Regions from separate parts of the Pan troglodytes genome. Here all the other regions are linked to region 1. A link is a contact called in public Hi-C and capture Hi-C data. All regions are on one chromosome and are shown on one strand. The core of a region is the stretch at or near the end of the contact, and the rest is flanking DNA. Distances in the headings are between cores, read along the strand shown.

The links. A called contact is a pair of places that touch in the nucleus more often than the background predicts. Capture Hi-C pulls out chosen DNA fragments and counts their contacts.
Region 2: a contact with region 1 is called in a Hi-C map of stem cell-derived neural progenitor cells, with 2.9 times the contacts expected there. The contact joins the promoter of KDF1 here to the enhancer-like site in region 1. A contact is called at or near these places in 2 of 7 Hi-C or Micro-C datasets (induced pluripotent stem cells and stem cell-derived neural progenitor cells).
Region 3: a capture Hi-C map of stem cell-derived neural stem cells shows a contact between it and region 1, with 8 times the contacts expected there. The contact joins two enhancer-like sites. A contact is called at or near these places in 5 of 7 Hi-C or Micro-C datasets (blood, induced pluripotent stem cells, a lymphoblastoid cell line and 1 more) and 1 of 1 other capture datasets (stem cell-derived neural stem cells).

Annotation. Positions count from the first base shown.
Region 1 is chr1:203,880,590-203,884,791 of NHGRI_mPanTro3-v2.0_pri, reverse strand. It overlaps SLC9A1 (solute carrier family 9 member A1), which reads right to left. Exons shown (of 15, transcript XR_010147541.1): 11 at 4,067-4,181; 12 at 3,781-3,882; 13 at 3,258-3,330; 14 at 1,270-2,699; 15 at 871-1,062. Among named protein-coding and RNA genes, the nearest start is that of SLC9A1, 69 kb to the right of the region's middle. Within about 2 kb of position 1,396, at least 5 of the 24 cell types and tissues checked have an H3K27ac peak or open chromatin away from gene starts, as enhancers often do. A contact at or near this core is called in stem cell-derived neural progenitor cells and stem cell-derived neural stem cells, where this site is marked.
Region 2 is chr1:204,019,056-204,023,199 of NHGRI_mPanTro3-v2.0_pri, reverse strand. It overlaps KDF1 (keratinocyte differentiation factor 1), which reads right to left and starts at 1,303. Exons shown (of 4, transcript XM_016957041.3): 1 at 1,225-1,303.
Region 3 is chr1:203,701,549-203,705,567 of NHGRI_mPanTro3-v2.0_pri, reverse strand. It overlaps WDTC1 (WD and tetratricopeptide repeats 1), which reads left to right. Exons shown (of 16, transcript XM_024357242.3): 6 at 1,498-1,685. Among named protein-coding and RNA genes, the nearest start is that of TMEM222, 34 kb to the right of the region's middle. Within about 2 kb of position 1,642, at least 1 of the 24 cell types and tissues checked has an H3K27ac peak or open chromatin away from gene starts, as enhancers often do. A contact at or near this core is called in stem cell-derived neural stem cells, where this site is marked.

The DNA of each region.
Region 1 (4,202 bases), core at 147-2,646:
TACATGCATACATCACCATGCCCAGCTAATTTTTGTATTTTTAGAAGAGATGGGGTTTTGCCATGTTGGTCAGGCTGGTCTTGAACTCCTGACCTCAGGTGATCCGCCCAGCTTGGCCTCCCAAAGTGCTGGGATTACAGGCATGAGCCACCGTGCCCGGCCCAATTTTATATATTTTAAATATTGCACATGCAGCAAAGTTTTGACTGTCTCATGAGGTCAGGTGTGCATTCTCCATTCATGGTGTTGTGTTGGGTTTTCTGATTAGGGAGGCTCAGTTTGTACACACCTGAGCTTATCTCATGCAGGGGTCACTGTCCCCACTTTACAGGTGAGAACTTGAGGGCTTCAGTGACTTCCCACTGCCCTTTTGGTCTTCCCACGGTTAAGAGCAAAATCTTAACCATGGAGCACGCGGCCCCATCCTTGCCTCCCCTGTCACTCTGACCCAGCCACCCGGCCTTTTCTCAGGTCCCAGTGTTCGTGGGCACAGCTCCCAGTTACAATGTTTGGGAACTTTCTGGGTCCTTTTCCACCCGGAAGCCTTGGCTCCTTCTTCAGTCCCCTCCTGGGATCTCACTCACTCGGGACTCAGGAGGGTCCTCCTCGCCGTCCCCTCCCTCCCCTCTGCCTCTTATTCACCTCTTGCACAAACACTGGGCACTGGTTAGTGCCGCTCTCCCCCACGGGGCAGGGCACGTCCTGCTTAGCTCGTTGTGGTATCTCAGTGCCTGGCATGTGGGAACAACCACCCCAGCAGCTGACAGCCATGAAGTGTTTCTGTGCCAGCCTTTGAACTAAGTACTTCATGCCCTCAGGCCACCCTCCCTCCTAAAGACCCTCGTCCCCAGGAAGCAGCCCTTGACTCTATTAAAAACTCACATTGATTTATTAGAATATGAAAAAGATTCAGTTTCTTCTGTACAGGCGGCAGAGTGGCAGCAGCTGCGGTGGCTTGGTACGTGGTTGTCGATTTCACCCTTGCATGGTGACTCCTGCCCAAACAGCACTTGCATGGAGAGGAGGATGGACAGATGGGCCGAGGACCCATGGCCCAGTCCCCTGCAAAAAGGGACACTCTGACTATTGCACAATCCTGAGGGAGTGCCCCAGGGACAAGGGGAAGGAGTGTGTGTGGGCAAAGGTCTCTGGGGGCCCAGGATTCTGCCCAACCCACCAGCCCCAGGGGACAGGGGATCCTCAGGGGAGGCCTTCTCCCCCCCACCGCCTCCACAATGGGCTCCACAGCAGGCAGGGTGTGGTACACACAAGGGAAAGGTTCCAGGGGCCAAACCCAGGGTGGGGGAAGTAAGAGCAGGCCAGCAGGACTGGAGGTCAGGCCCAAGAGCTAGGCAGGTGCCAAGAGGCCAGCATCTGTGAGGCTGGAGAGACTCTTGATTAGGAGTGGGAGTTACTTCTGATGTCACAGTCTTCGAGCAACAGTTAAGAGCCCAGCAGGCAGAGAGACGTGGGGGAGGGGTTGGACAGACAGGCACAGATGAGGAAGGGTAATTCTGGAGTGTGAGGAGGGAGTTAGAGGCAGAGCACTGTTCAGCCAGGGGTTTTCAAAATGTTTTAAAAACAGGAGTGCCCTCTGTGCAAACAATCATATATAGGAGTGTGAACAAACAAAACTTAAAAAGGCAGCACATTCTGGAGCCACGGCCAGTCCTTCCCCTAGCAGCATCCCCTGAGGGGCCCAGTGGTCCCCATGGGAGCACAGTTCGAAAAGCTCTGAGTCACGTCACTGTCACCGTAGAAACCACCCCTGCTCCAGGCAGAGACGCTCAGAGATGCCCTCAGCCCGCAGCTCTGAGTAAGGACAGGTTGGGTGGTGGCCAGGGTGACAGAGCTGGCAGGAGTGTGAGACCTTGGTGGGTCAGCAGTCCCTCCCCGAGCCATGTGCCTAGTACCCCTGGTTTGTCCCCTGATAAAGCAGGGCCTACTCGAGGGAGGCCTCAGCTCCCTCCCTTCCTGGGTGGGACCACAGCTGAGCCAGAGACTCTTTGGTTAGAAACTAAGATTGGTCTGAATGAGGAGGAGGATGAGGCAGAGGGAGGAGCCTCGGAGGCCCTAGTCCAGGTCCGGGAGAAGCCTGGATCTAGGGAGGGGCAGGGCCGGCCTCACCAGCCCCAGCAGTTCTGCCAAATGGATTGGGGAGGCAGCTCTGGTGGGGAGGATGCTTCCTGGGAGGCGGCGGGGGAGGAGCTGTGCTGGGGTGGGGGCTGTGGGCCCAGCTGCCATGCGGTAGGGGGAGGGGCAGGGCCAATCCGGGTCAGGAAGGGCAAGGGGAGCCCCCAGCAGCCCCTGCTCTGGTGGGAGAGTCTGTGAGGGGACAGGCGCTGCCTGCTGGCCCTGGCGTTACTGCCCCTTGGGGAAGAACGGTTCTCCCTCCCCAGGCTCAGGGTGTGGGCCTGGGTCACTGAGGCAGCGCTGTATCCTCTGGGAGCTGGGGCTGTCACTGGGCGCGGGGGTGAAGACATCGTCGGTTCCTGGGGACGAAGTCTCCTTGCTCCGCATCATGATGCCCCCATCGTCGTCCTCGTCCTCCTCAGCCACCTTTGCAGGATCCCGGCTCAACCCTAAGACTTTGCCCTTCAGCTCCTCATTCACCAGGTCCACAGACTCGGGTGACTGCGGGGAAGCCGGGTCGATGGTGATGACAGGCAGGTCCTCCTTCGGCTCATAGGCCAGTGGGTCTGGGGACCAAGAGCAAGGCACAAGCTGGGTTCCGCTCTGGAGCCCGGCCCAGCACGTGCCACTCGGCTGCGTCAGTGCCTCCTTCAGGCCTTCTCATGAGCACAGCCGTCCCGGTCCCAACAGGCCTCAGAAGCAGGCCTCTGCGACCTTCCACCCCACAGCTTCTCTTCCTCAGACTGTGGCCCTCTCCTTTGACAGGGGCTCCCAGAGGTGTCCCTCCACAGGCCAAGGCCTGGGGCTCCTCCCTGAGTCAGTTTGCCCTGGGGCCCTGCCCTCACGTTCCCCACACGTGTTGGGGGTCTCGATGGGGCAGATACCCTGCCTTCCTGCCAGGCACCGTGGCTCTCCCAGCTCCCCACACAGTCCTCACCCAGAACGTCTCTCTCCCTAGGGATGGCCCCTGACGTAGAAGCAGCTCATGGCTTGGGAGGGGATCCTGAGGTCAGCGAGGGCCAGGCCTGTCCTCCCAGTGGCTGAGGACTGTTCCTGTGGAGCCCCATCCTCAGGAGGTGGCGGCTCAGAGTGCCCAGTCCTGAGGCCCCTCCCCAGGCCCTTACCTGAGCCGATGCGGGCCCGAGACATGGTGGGTGAGTCCAGCTTGTGGGCTGGCACCGTCAGGTAGTTGTTGATCTGACAGAGAGGACAGACAGGGTGAGCACAGGCAGCTGGGCAGAGGGAGCCCCTCAGGACAGAACCCGGCCAGTGCACACCCCACCTTCCGTATATGCAGGGCGCTCGCTCCCCCTCCCTTGTGCCTGTGTGGGCACCCGTACTGGCCCCTCAGGAGCTCCTAAGGGCTCATCCCAGGCTCCTGTCACAGCCTCCCTGAACACACCTACACTGCCCAGCCTTAAATCCACCCATTCCTCTGTCCCCTGCCACTGCCCTAACCCAGGCCACGCCCCACAACCCCACGCCAATCCCTTGCTTAGAACTCATGGCTCTCCATGCCCTTACACTGCTAACAAGCCCCTCGAAAGCCAAACCCTGTTCCTAGAATGGGTACATTTCCTTAGAGGCTGTGGCGGAGCTTGGGTGAGTGGGGTGGGATACAGATTCCCAGAGAAAGGCAGAGGCTACCTTCTGCTCCAGCTGCCGGGCCTTCTGCCTCCGGAGCAGCATCTGGTTCCAGGCTTCCTCGTAGGGGTCTGCCACCAGCGTGTGTCTGTTGTAGGACCGCAGCTGCGGGAGGGACAGCATCAGGGCAGTGCGGGCCCCGGAAGGCTCTGCTCATGGAGGGGTGGGGGCAGTGCTGGAGGCCGGGCCAGTCCCGGGGTGGGTGCCGAGGGGCACGGGCAGGGCTGCCGTGGAGAGGGGCTGAAGGGCTCCTGTACCCTGGGGGTCGGGCTGGGGAGCAGGCCCTCACCCGCTGCCTGGTCTTCTGCAAGTTGTTCCTCAGGATTTTGCGGATCTCCTCCTCCTTGTCCTTGGACAGTGCTGGCAGGATGCGCTCGGAAGGCAGGGACTTGGGGTGGATGTTCCTGGGGCAATAGGGCATCGGT
Region 2 (4,144 bases), core at 54-2,553, 140 kb before region 1:
ACACATCTCCAGCGGTGGTGGGATGAGAAGAGAAGACCTGGGATAAGGACAATGCCTGCCTCAGTTCCCCCACTTCCCTCCAGCCATTGAACCCTCCTGAAGTCAAACTCAGGCAGTTTCTTCCAGGCTGTATCTCCCCGACCCTGCTGCTGCCACCGCCCCGCCACCACCCCGCCCAATCCTAGGAACCTGGTCACTTGGTTTAGTGAGGGGAGGCTCCCTGTCCCTATTGTGGCTTGAGGCAAGATTCTTAACCTCACTTTCCTCATCTTTAAATAAGGAGAGACTAGTATCTTCATGCCCCGCCAATCCCGTGAGATTTAAATGAAATATTGAGTGCAGGGGGCTTCCCGCAATGGCCTTGCCCATGGGAGGGGCTAGGTCACTAGGCGATCTAAGGCACCGCAAGGATGTTCCCGGGGGTCAGAGGGTCCCGGCCCGCCCTCCCTGGATTTCTCGTTGATGCTTTCCTCTTCCCCCTTAGTCCCGCGAACACACACACACACTCAAGGGTCTATGTATCGTCCCCTCCTCCTAGGGTCCCCAGGACAGGCCCGGCCGCACCAGCCTCTGCCCCCAGCCCAGTGCCAAGCCTCGGACACCCGGTCGGGGAGGACCACCCCAGTCCTGCTCGAGAAACAGCCGTCGGCTCAGTGCACCCTCGGCCTCCTGCCCCAAAGGTGCAGCCCGAGAGTCCCATATCCGCGGGCACCTAGTCCTGGGGACAAGGAAGAACCAGATCCTGGCACTGTCCCCCGGGCTACCACAGCCCCTACACCAACTGTGCCCTCGGGGCGAGCACTACCCTCTCCAGCTGCAAGGGCCCTACCCCGCGGGCGGACCCAGCCTCCCTCCCGTCCCGATGCTGTTCCTCGGGGTGAGCACCAGCGTTTGTCCCATCCCGACCCTGCCCCCCGGTGAGTGCGGCCCCCGCACCCAGCCAGTGCAGCCCTGAGGGCGAACGCGGCCCCTCACCCCATTCTGCGCGCCCAGCCCGGGCGCCCGCTCAGGCCGCTCCCCAGCCCGGCCCGCGCACCCCGGAAGTAGGAGGGTGGCCCCCGAGGAACCGGGCCCGGGACCCTCTCCTGTCCGGGCTCAGCTTCGGGGGGCTCCCGACACCGGCGCCGCCCTGGCTTGCGCCCCCCTGGGCCCACGCGGGGCTTACCTGTCCCGCCAGGTGAGCCGCCTCCGGCTCAGCCCCTCCCCCGCCCCCTCGCCGCTCACCTGGGGCGCAGGTGAGCGTCTCGCGGGAGCGCTGCACGGGCCGCCGCTAGGGACACACTTCCTGCCTCCGCGAAGCGCTACCGCGCACCTGGACCGAGGCCCCGCCCCGGGGCTCTGGAGAGCTGCGCGTCCCCGCTCGAGTGCTCGGCCCGTTCGGCCTAGTCCGGGTAGGTGAGGTGTGGCGGGGAGGGGTCGAGAGGCGCTGGGGCTCAGTCTCCTCTTCTGTTCAACAGGCTGGTGGTCCTGTCAGTCTCTGAGCACCTGTGGAACTTCTGCCCGGCCGTAAAGCTCCAACTCAAAGGGAAGCTCTCTTCTGGGAAGCTTTCCCTGATCCTGTCTGTTTTTCTGTTGGTTAGAACAGTTCCTGTACTCAGCACACTGTCGTTTTCTTGTCTTCTGTCTCCTCTTTTAGCCTCCTACCTTGCAGGGTTTGGTCTTGTTCCCCTGTGTTCCTGGTGCTCAGCACAGGTCCTGGCACATACTAGGTGTTCAACAAATATTTTCCACTGAATGAGGCCCTGGGCCCCAATTTCTCCCTTTGCCCTGAGGCAGAACTGGGAGCCTGGGCCGCTGATCAGTTTACCTTTTCTTTTGTTCAGAGAAATCTGCAGGTAAAGACAGGAACCTCAGCTCTGAGGCCCCGAGTAGGGTAGAGGAGGGGGACCGGATATGCAGCTCTGAAAGATACATCCAGGATCAGAAGTGGTGGCCAAAATGGGCCATGGTCACTACATCCAAAAAAGGTCTCTGCAAGAGGCAACACCATTGAATGTCAATAAGGCAAGGCTCAGACTATTCTGGGTTACTGTTCCCCTTAATATTAATAACAACTCAATAACTTAACAATAGCATTAATAAACAAGTGACTTGGCCGGGCGCAGTGGCTCATGCCTGTAATCCCAGCACTTTGGGAGGCCGAGGCGGGAGGATCACGAGGTGGGAGTTTGAGACCAGCCTGGCCAACATAGTGAAACCCAGTCTCTACTAAAAATACAAAAAATTAGGCTGGCGTGGTAGCAAGTGCCTGTAATCCCAGCTACTCGGGAGGCTGAGGCAGGAGAATGGCTTGAACCCAGCAGGCAGAGGTTGCAGTGAGCCGAGATCGCGCCATTGCACTCCAGCCTGGGCGACAGAGCGAGACTCTGTCTCAAATAAACAAAACAAACAAACAAACAAGTGACTTTTAGGGAGCATCTCCAGGAGCCATGCATGCCGAAGCCGTTAATCTGTGAAGTGGGTCAGGTGTTATCATATCCATTTTACAGTAAGAGGAAACTGAAGCTTAGAGAGGGGACATTGTTTGCTCAGGCAGTTGGCACAAACTGACTTTTGGCAAGGCACTTTCCTTCTCTAAACCTAATCTCTGGAGATAGTAGTACCTCTCTTTAACTGGGAGGATTAAAAGAGATCATGGATGCAACAGGAAGATATCACTGGGATGCATAGGCAGAGGTGTTCAATTTCCACCAGAGACCCTCCATCCCAGCGCCTCCCACCACATCTTGTCCACATTCCCTCCTGAGGAAAGTGCACATTGTATTCTTATTTGGAGCTCAGAGAATGAGTCACATCCTCACTTCACAGTCACATCTTGTGCAGTTGAACATCTGTGTACTCTAAAACCTAGCAAGTCCATTCCTATGGTACAGCCACAGTAAGCTCTTGTGCAATGCACCAGGAGAGAATGTATACAAGAATGTTACTAGAAACATTGTTTGTGGTAGCCCCAAACCGAAAACACGGAAATGCTACTGACAGGAGATAGAGAAATGTGGGATATTCATGTGAAGGAATTAATTATAGAGCAGTAGAAAATGAATGAAAAATAGCAACGTGGTTGGATCATGGTAATATAATATTGGGTTGAAAAAAGGCAAATCTCAGAAGACTACATATGGAATGACATCCTTTATATATGATTCAAAAATAACTAGAACTACTACATCTAAGCATAATATTTGGTTGAACCATATGAATTTGCTGTTATTTGACCTGTTTTGATCTAAAAGTAATGGCAAATTCATGTGCTTCAGCCTAATTTTTACGTGAAAAAAAACTAAGAAAAGAGCAGGGCGTTGGGTGCAATAGCCTGGGCCTGTAATCCCAGCTACTTGGGAGGCTGAGGCAAGAGAATCTCTTGAGCCAAGGAGTTCAAGACCAGCCTGGGCAACATAGCAAGACCCTATCTCAGAAAAGAAAAGAAATAAAAGAGCAAGGGAATGAGAAACACAAAGTTCAGAATAATGAATACCTGGGGGGCTAGGCATGGTGGCTCATGCCTATAATCCCAGCACTTTGGGAAGCCAAGGATTTGGGAGGTTTGGTTGAGCCCAGGACTTCAAGACCAGTCTGGGCAACATAGAAGGACCTGTCTCTATGGAAGGAAAAAAAAAAAAAAAAAAAAAAAAAAAGGCTGGTCATGCATCTGTGGTCCCAGCTACTTGGGAGGCTGTGGCAGGAGGATTTCTTGAGCCCAGGAGGTCAAGGCTGCAGTGAACCATATTAACACCACTGCCCTGCCCTCCAGCCTGGAACACACCACAGACACACACACACAAACACACACACACACACACACACAAAATTACCTGGGGGAGGATGCAGGGATCCTCCTATTAAATCTACCTGTGGGAGAGAAACCCATAGGTAGATTTAATTTTTAGCAATGTTCTGGTTTTCGTGAATAGTGGATTCAGGGGCTTTCATTTTATAATGAATGAATGAAAAAATAGAAGTTTATGCTCTAATGCTAAATAATTAGAGTTAATGTCACTTGCAAAGTTCTCAAGATATGCAAACACATGAGAGCCTAGGGTCTTATTTATTTTATTTTATTTTATTTTTTTGAGATGGAGTCTCGCTTTGTCACCAGGCTGGAGTGCAGTGGCACGATCTCGGCTCGCTGCAACCTCTGCCTCCC
Region 3 (4,019 bases), core at 393-2,892, 180 kb after region 1:
TTTGTAGTAAAGACGGGGTTTCACCATGTTGGCCAGGGTGGTCTCAAACTCCTGACCTCAGGTAATCTGCCTACCTCGGCCTCCCAAAGTGTTGGGATTACAGGTGTGAGCCACGGCACCTGGCCGGTTTTTTTTTTTTTTTTTTTTAATAAATACTGCGTAGAGATGTATCCTCTTGATGCTCAGCCCTTCCCTATTGTCCAACATTTGAGCTGTTTCCAATATTTGCTATTATAAGAGGCATCCAAGCATTTCTGACCAGGTCCCTTTTTTCTTTTTGGATTATTTCCTTTTTTTTTTTTTTTTTTTTTTTTTTGAGATGGAGTCTCGCTCTGTTGCCCAGGCTGGAGTGCAGTGGCGCGATCTCAGCTCACTGCAAGCTCCGCCTCCTGGGTTCACACCATCCTCCTGCCTCAGCCTCCCGAGTAGCTGGGACTACAGGCACACGCCCGGCTAATTTTTTTATATTTTTAGTAGAGACGGGGTTTCACCATGTTAGCCAGGATGGTCTGGATCTCCTGACCTTGTGATCTGCCCGCCTCAGCCTCCCAAAGTGCTGGGATTATAGGCATGAGCCACCACGCCTGGTCTGGATTATTTCTTGGAAGTGGAAGTTTTGAGTCAAAAAATAGAAATTGTTTTTAATCTTTGTTACTATTACCAGATTGTTTTTCAGAAGCAGTCAAACTAATTTAAAACACTCACTCCCAACAGGGCATTCTGGCTCATGCCTACAATCCCAGCACTTTGGGAGGCCAAGGCAGGTGGATCACCTGAGGTCAGGAGTTCGAGACCAGCCTGGCCAACATGGTGAAACCCTGTCTCTACTAAAAATACAAAAATTAGCTGGGCATGGTGGTGCACACCTGTAATCCCAGCTACTCAGGAGGCTGACACAGGAGAATCACTTGAACCCGGGAGGTGGAAGTTGCAGTGAGCCGAGATTGCACCACTGCACTCCAGCCTGGGTGACAGAGCGAGACGCTGTCTCAAAAAAAAAAAAAACAAAAAAAACCACACACACCCATTCCCTTAAACACTCAAAGTCTTTTTCACTTCAGGACTAATTTATTACTTAATCTCTAGGTTACTAAGTAGTCATAATGAGGCAAGTAGGGCATGTGGGAGTCAGACAGACTTGGGCTTGAACACAATCTTGCTGTATATTACTGCTGAACCTCAAGGGTTTGTTTTGTTTTTTGTTGTTGTTTTTGAGACAGTCTCGCTCTGTTGCCCAGGCTGGAGTGCAGTGGCACAATCTCGGCTCACTGCAGCCTCTGGCTTCCTGCAGCCTCTGCCTCCTGGGTTTAAGGGATTTTCCTGCCTCAGCCTGCTGAGCAGCTGGGATTACAGGCATGAGCCACCGCGCCCAGCCTGCATGGGCTCATTCTCTTATCTGACATGGAGAGAGAAAAGGGTGCAGACATCCAGGCTAGCCTCCTTCCGTGGCCATTTCTACTCTTACCACCCACCCCTTCCTCCATTTCTCCTATATAGTTCCTGCCTCACGCTGGGGACCGCATCTTGATCACGGGGGCAGCCGACTCTAAGGTGCATGTGCACGACCTGACAGTAAAGGAGACCATCCACATGTTTGGAGACCACACAAACCGGGTGAAGCGCATCGCCACAGCGCCCATGTGGCCCAACACATTCTGGAGTGCTGCTGAGGATGGGCTTATCCGGTAAGAGTCTGGGGCATCTAGTGGAGCCTGTCGCTCCCCCATCCCATCATCCTATAGTGTTTCCTTCTACAGACCTAGCTCTTTCCCTCCAGCAGAGGTCCAACCTCCTTTGTCTGCCCAGGGCAGTTGTCTGTGTACAGACTCCACTGGGAACATTTGCTTACTCCGCCCTCACCTTCCTCCCTCTTTGTCCTCCTTTGTACTACCTCTAGGCCCACAAGCTTTTTCTCACCACCTCAGGTGTCCAGGGTCTCTACTGCCTCTGGGCATTCACGTTACTCTTTCCTCTACTTGAGATTCTCTGTCCCCAGCTCTTCCCATGTCGGACTCTTTCTTATCCTAAGGAGATCAGCTTCAGTTACCTCTTCAGAAGCACCTTCTCTGACCATCCTGTCTAAAGTAGACAGACGTTATGCTTGTTTTAACAATTACATCCTCTGTAACTCTAATTGCCACCTGTAGTTATTTTTATTTATTTATTTATTTTTATTTATTTATTTTTTTTTTTATTGATCATTATTGGGTGTTTCTCGCAGAGGGGGATTTGGCAGGGTCATATGACAATAGTGGAGGGAAGGTCAGCAGATTAACAAGTGAACAAAGGTCTCTGGTTTTCCTAGGCAGAGGACCCTGCGGCCCTCTGCAGTGTTTGTGTCCCTGGGTACTTGAGATTAGGGAGTGGTGATGACTCTTAACGAGCATGCTGCCTTCAAGCATCTGTTTAACAAAGCACATCTTGCACCGCCCTTAATCCATTTAACCCTGAGTGGACACAGCACGTGTTTCAGAGAGCACAGGGTTGGGGGTAAGGTCACAGATCAACAGGATCCCAAGGCAGAAGAATTTTTCTTAGTACAGAACAAAATGAAAAGTCTCCCATGTCTACTTTCTACACAGACAGGGCAACCATCCGATTTCTCAATCTTTTCCCCACCTTTCCCCCCTTTCTATTCCACAAAACCGCCATCGTCATCATGGCCCGTTCTCAATGAGCTGTTGGGTACACCTCCCAGACGGGGTGGTGGCCAGGCAGAGGGGCTCCTCACTTCCCAGTAGGGGTGGCCGGGCAGAGGCGCCCCTCACCTCCCGGACGGGGCGGCTGGCCGGGCGGGGGCTGACCCCCCCACCTCCCTCCCGGACGGGGCGGCTGGCCGGACGGGGGGCTGACCCCCCCACCTCCCTCCTGGACAGGGTGGCTGGCCGGTCAGAGGGGCTCCTCACTTCCCAGTAGGGGCGGCCGGGCAGAGGCGCCCCTCACCTCCCGGACGGGGCGGCTGGCCGGGCGGGGGGCTGACCCCCCCCACCTCCCTCCCAGACGGGGTGGCTGCCGGGCGGAGACGCTCCTCACTTCCCAGATGGGGTGGTTGCCGGGCGGAGAGGCTCCTCACTTCTCAGACGGGGCGGCTGCCAGGCAGAGGGGCTCCTCAGTTCTCAGATGGGGTGGTTGCCAGGCAGAGGGTCTCCTCACTTCTCAGACGGGGCAGCTGGGCAGAGATGCTCTTCACCTCCCAGACGGGGTCATGGCCGGGCAGAGGCACTCATCACATCCCAGACGGGGCGGCGGGGCAGAGGCGCTCCCCACATCTCAGACGATGGGCGGCCGGGCAGAGACGCTCCTCACTTCCTAGATGTGATGGCGGCCGGGAAGAGGCGCTCCTCACTTCCTAGATGGGATGGCGGCCGGGCAGAGACGCTCCTCACTTTCCAGACTGGGCAGCCAGGCAGAGGGGCTCCTCACATCCCAGACGATGGGCGGCCAGGCAGAGACGCTCCTCACTTCCCAGATGGGGTGGCGGCCGGGCAGAGGCTGCAATCTCGGCACTTTGGGAGGCCAAGGCAGGCGGCTGGGAGGTGGAGGTTGTAGCGAGCCGAGATCACGCCACTGCACTCCAGCCTGGGCACCATTGAGCACTGAGTGAACGAGACTCCGTCTGCAATCCCAGCACCTCGGGAGGCCGAGGCTGGCATATCACTCGCGGTTAGGAGCTGGAGACCAGCCCGGCCAATACAGCGAAACCCCATCTCCACCAAAAAAATACGAAAACCAGTCAGGCGTGGCGGCACGCGCCTGCAATCGCAGGCACTCGGCAGGCTGAGGCAGGAGAATCAGGCAGGGAGGTTGCAGTGAGCCGAGATGGCAGCAGTACAGTCCAGCTTCGGCTCGGCATCAGAGGGAGACCGTGGAAAGAGAGGGAGAGGGAGACTGTGGGGAGAGGGAGAGGGAGACCGTGGGAAGAGAGGGAGAGGGAGACCGTGGGGAGGGGGAGAGGGAGAGGGAGAGGGAGCTAATTAATTTATTTTTTGAGACAGGGTCTCACTCCATTCTACTGCCGA